Linked DNA regions of Rattus norvegicus: region 2 is linked to region 1. A link is a contact called in public Hi-C data. All regions are on one chromosome and are shown on one strand. Each heading gives the region's core, a stretch centred on a gene start, on an enhancer-like site or on the middle of the called end of the contact. The rest is flanking DNA. Distances are from core to core; before and after follow the strand shown. Region 1 holds the start of Ddx20 (DEAD-box helicase 20). Region 2 has its middle 18 kb from the start of Inka2.

Region 1 (2,635 bases), core at 46-2,545:
TAAACAGACACCATAACCAAGGCAACTTTTTAAAGGACATTTACTGGGGTTGGTTTACAGGTTCTGAGGCTCAGTCCATCATCATCAATGAGAAAAGTAATAGATATGCTTAAATTTGGAAGCCTAACTAAAGCTTTGTTCTAAGAGTTCTTTCAAAAAACAGTATTGTTTAGTAACGTGTCAGATTATGTTTCTCGTACCAGACAGAAGAGAACAAATCAGAACAGCTTTCTGTCCTCGTGGAAAGTGGGGGAGACAATAAACATAGGTAGTTATCATGAAGAAACTGACAGGTATGGTGGCACACACCTGTCATCTCAGTATTTGAAAAGTTGAGCCAGGAGGATTTCCAATGTGAGGCCAGCCTGAGCGGGCATAGGGAGACTCTGATTTAGAAAACAAACCCACCAACTATGCTAACCAAACCAAATAATCAAACATGGGGTTAGTGGTGGGAATAATGGGAAAGGCCAAGAAGCAGTCAGGATGGAAGCGACTTAAGATTTCAAGAAAGGCCTCTGTGACAGGGTAGGACATGAACGGGTCTAGAGGAAGGGTAAATGGTGTGCTAGTTGCCCACCCGAGAACGGAAGAAGGGCACACAAAAGATCCGTTGAACCCGAGACGTCTATTAGCCTAGGGTTTCGAGCGAGCGATCAAGCAGACCCTAGGGGTTGGCATCCAGTTCAGGCTTCCACTTAAATACTAGGCGACTCCGGTCACGCGCTCCGCACTGTGCTAAGCGCCGGGGGCACCTACATGACAGGGCTGTGCTGGCGTGGTAAAAGCCGTCGTTTCCGGGCGCTGTCTGAGACCACAGAGACCATGAGAAAGGTTATGGAGAGCGAAGACGGCCTGGCTTACAGTCGAGCTCGACCCAGGGAGCCGACTCCAGCCCGGGCGGCGACCGACTCGCGAGCTGCGTCACAAAGCACCTAGTGGACGCTCGATTCTGGAGCAGCGCGGCGCGGCCTGTCCCTCAGAGCCGCAGGAGGTGGGCGGCGCGCCCACCAAGGGCACGCGACGCGCCCACCAAGGGCACGCGACGCCCTCTGCAGGCCGCGGGCGGCAACACACTGGTAGCCTAATCTTCCCTCGCTCTTCCCGCTTCTTCCTCAGGCTACATTTTTTTTTTCTCCCGCTAGAGTATCAGCCTCCGACTTCCGTTCTTCCCCTCCACTTCCAGGTGTGTCCGTGTCTTCTCGGGGAAACAGCCAATAAAGTTTTTCTCCTTCTCGCTCCCAGGGGCCCCGCCTCAACTGTAAATATCGCGAGATCTGGAGGCGCGGCTACCATGGCGGCGGCGTTTGAAGCTCTACCGGCCTCGACAACCTCCGAATCCGCTATGGCGGCGGAGCTTGAGGCCGCACCGGTTCCGGCTGCGGAGCCAACTCCCGCCTCCCCGTGGAACCTGCGGACCGCTCACGACATCGGCGGGCCGCGCACACGTACCGGGGACGTGGTGCTGGCGGAGCCTGCGGACTTCGAGTCGTTGCTGCTGTCGCGGCCCGTGCTGGAGGGGCTGCGGGCGGCCGGCTTCGAGAGGCCCTCTCCCGTGCAGCTCAAGGCCATCCCGCTGGGGCGCTGCGGGCTTGGTGAGGACCAGGGCCAGCCGGAGGCAGGGTGGCGGCGTGGCCCCAGAGAGCTCCCGGTCCGCGCCATTGCAGGGCTCAGGCCAGGCTGTAGGCGCGCAATTGAATTTGAAGATGCTTAAGACTTTCTGTTTCTAGCCTGGAGTCCAAGTTGGAGAAGATCAGCGGTAGAGATTCAGGGGGCAAGGGGTTAGGAGAAATAGCTCGGTGGTTAAGAGATTGAGGTATCAAGCACGCCTCCTGCACGTCTGAGAGTCAACTAAAATACAGGTGGCAACTAGGTGCTCATAGGAAAGAACCTGTTCGTTCTCTTTTCCCGTATTTGGTATCTGGTATCTGGTGGCTTCAGTGAATCTCGGTAATGATACATATATAATTCTTTTCTTCCTCAGATTTAATTGTTCAAGCTAAATCTGGCACTGGAAAAACTTGTGTATTCTCCACCATTGCTCTGGACTCCCTTATTCTTGAAAACTATAGTACTCAGGTGAGTTTAACTCAGGATCCAGAAGAGTGTGTGTAGCACGTGGACTCTATTGAGAGTTATGAAAAACTAGTAGCTCCTACAGATGGTGAGTTTTATTATGAACGGGAACCAAAGCACATGAAAGTTACAGAAGTAATCGAGGTGGTAACCTTGGTGAGTTGTGGCCAAGAATATCATTATTAGTATTTTAAACTTGTAATTTTCTGTAATAAGTACATCTTGACTATTTGTCAATTGGAATCATTACATAATTAAAAATTCTGTTACTGACTGGATTGGGGTTAGACATAGAAGGTAGAAGTTCTGGATTATATGCTATGCTAGGGCAGAAATTTCAGATGATTCTCAAAGCCTTGCGAGTGTGTTGTATTGATCTCTCATTTTCTAGGTTGCCTCTGATGGTTTTAGGATTATTTTACTCAAATTAGTAGATTTGGGTTGGGGGGGTTGTTCATTAAAAAGCTTTGTTCGGCCAGTGTTACATATGAATGGTATCCTAGGCACTAGGGGTTAAGCAGCGAATTAGATGTGATCCTAACACTGTCTGGAGTGTTGT
Region 2 (2,635 bases), core at 90-2,589, 37 kb before region 1:
TAGAATCAATACTATGTCATCAGGAACACTGTTGTGGGCTGGGGTGTGGGGTGTGGGGCTCAGTACATTAGAGCACTTGTTGCTCTTGAAGAAGGCCCAGAACCCAAATGGCAGCTCTTGTTCTGGGGATACTGACCCTTTTCTGGTTTCATGGGCACTGCCCTGCACACAGGTGAATATATATACATGAAGACAAAACACTCATATATTCAGCATTCCTTATGAGGCACCAGCTCCCGACAATTTGGCTCACAAAGTTGTCAGAGAGGATTGGGAAAAAAAGCTCTGACCCTTAGTTCTGTGTCAACTGACATGGTTAGTTTCCCCTCAGGTTAGCATAGGCAGGACACTCTGGGTGTTCTGTAGGTGCTAGCTCTCCCTCTCTGTCCTTACATCACAGGCAGCAACCCCTCTGTCTAAGGTTATGCTTTGTCATAGCTTTTAGTCACGTCTGGTAGGTACCAGCTTCTTCATTGACATCCCATTATCAGGCCCTTCTTGTGGGTGAGAAATCCACAGGCCACAGCTACTAATGCAATTCCTGGTCAGCTTGCCCAAGGAACATCTGGGATGAGGGAGTGCTAGACAGTCAGCCTTCCTAATTTGAAAAGTAGGACTTGGAGCTGTGGGGGTGAAGCCTGCCTGTCCTCGTGAGTGGTGTAGAGCTAACAGAAGGGGGAAGACACTATTTGATCCTATATTTCCATCAGAGTTGGAAGGCCTACACCAAAAAGCTTTGAAGTTCTTTGGACCCCTGACGCCACTGCTGGAAAACCGTTTTCTGGAATCTGAGCTTACTTGATACTTGGAATCTCAACAGAAGTTCTGAACAGTTGCTTCACTCAGATTGGCCTAAGGCTCTGTGATGATAACCAAAGTCCTTGGGCCAGTGGTGGGTGTGACTTGAACATGGACATGGTCTGAGGTGGCCAGGGAGCTGGTACACGGGTTCATTTCATTTGGAAGAATTTTTCTTGCTTTTTTTATCCCCAAAGTACTTGATGCAGGCCTAGGGAGGAGGTGGTGGATCAGTGGCAGTGTGGGTCTAGTGTAAGTCCAGGGAGTTAATTCCAGCGCTTTCTCTCTCTCTCTCTCTCTCTCTCTCTCTCTCTCTCTCTCTCTCTCTCTCACACACACACACACACACACACACACACACACACACACACACACACACCCTACCCTATGTAGGGTTCTGATGACCACCCCTCTTGCACAACTTCCACACAAGTGCCTGTGGACCTTCTGCCTTTCTGGCAAGCAAGGCCTGGTGGGGAGACAATGCCTGGAGTGTAGCCAGAGGTGGGCCTGGAGGTAGAGAAGGCGCTCACCACCCAACTCTCAGTTTCCTTCCCTGCTACACTGCTCACCCCACCCCTCCCTTAACAGTCACAATAAGGGGAGGAGGATCTAGCAAGCTTGGTGTTCCCATTAGAGCATGGCAATTTAGGAAAACATCCTGGGGTAGGAAGGTCTGGGACCAGATGCTGATGCTAAATAAAAACGAAAAAGGACCTCCATGGAGGTGATCCAGGTCAGGAAGGCTGGAGGAAAGAGGCTAGGCAAGAAAGGGAGGAAATCGGGGGGGCTAGGGCAAAAGAGGACTTCTCCAGAAACTATTGAGAGAAAAGTAGATCATCACCTGAAAGGCCTGAGCAGTCCAGTGACAACAGAAGGTGAGGTAGATTCCACAGCCAGCCAGAATTAAAATAGAGTTGGCTTGAGAAGCCAAGCAGGGAGAGTTTTGTACAACAGCTTGAGGAGGGGGCTGTCTACTGTTTCCTGCTCTGACAATAACTGGTCATGGCTCCCCTCTTTTCTGGGAAATGAACTTCCGGTGCTGTGAAAAGCAAAGTAGGAGGGGGTCAGCTAAGAAAGGCTTGGCCACTGGCGGTTCCTAAACAGGATAAACTAAAGGTTGGCTCAGCTCAGAGCTCCCTGAGAAGTGGAGATCACGCAGGCAGCAGCCCTGTGCTCAGTATCGGAAGCAAAGGTGCTGAGTAGTCACTAGCTCGGAGGTGGCCACAGGTCTGCAGGAGAAGGAGAGTACTGCAGAAGCAGAAGCCACTGACCAATCCAAGTAAGCACTGAGGGTTAGGCCAAGGCACAGACAAGACCTACACAGGGCTGGAAGAGAGGGGCTCTCAAACTTGGAAAAGGCAGTCTGAGCAGGAACTGAACTTGTTGGGACAGTTCAGGCAGACCCAAAACTTGAAGCACTTAAGGTAACCCATCTCCTTGGTGGGTAAAGTGGGTGAGAAATGCCAGAAACGAGGCCAATCAAGCTAGCTGAAGGTCTACTTGAGTAAGATTAGGTCTCTGACACTTGGGACAGATAGGAAGACAGAATCAAGTCACAGATCCCACATCCAACTGGTATCCTTACAAAGCCCTGACCCAAAACCACTCTGCCTGACCAGAAGAAGGGAGATGCAGTGTTGGGAAGAGTTACAGATAGCAAAGGTACAGAACACTGGCTCCTCTTGTCTCTACACAGGGTAGAATCCAGTCAGGGATCCTGCTTGAGATGCAGAGAAAAGGAAAATTTAAAGTGATTAAGATCCCCTGTGAGAGGTTGGCCCCGAGCTATGGAAGACAGATTCAAGGCCTCTGACCAGCACAGAGATGCTTTCAG

The links. Hi-C and Micro-C count contacts between places; a contact is called where the count stands out from the background.
Region 2: a contact with region 1 is called in a Hi-C map of Schwann cells, with 5 times the contacts expected there. The contact joins the enhancer-like site here to the promoter of Ddx20 in region 1. A contact is called at or near these places in 11 of 12 Hi-C or Micro-C datasets (the A7r5 cell line, the Rat2 cell line, Schwann cells and 7 more) and 1 of 1 datasets of contacts at active chromatin or transcription factors (oligodendrocytes).

Annotation. Positions count from the first base shown.
Region 1 is chr2:195,853,756-195,856,390 of GRCr8, reverse strand. Ddx20 (DEAD-box helicase 20) reads left to right here and starts at 1,295. Exons shown (of 11, transcript NM_001191711.1): 1 at 1,295-1,595; 2 at 1,985-2,079. The coding sequence starts at 1,295.
Region 2 is chr2:195,890,690-195,893,324 of GRCr8, reverse strand. No RefSeq gene overlaps it. Among named protein-coding and RNA genes, the nearest start is that of Inka2, 18 kb to the right of the region's middle. Within about 2 kb of position 1,339, at least 6 of the 93 cell types and tissues checked have an H3K27ac peak or open chromatin away from gene starts, as enhancers often do. A contact at or near this core is called in Schwann cells, where this site is marked.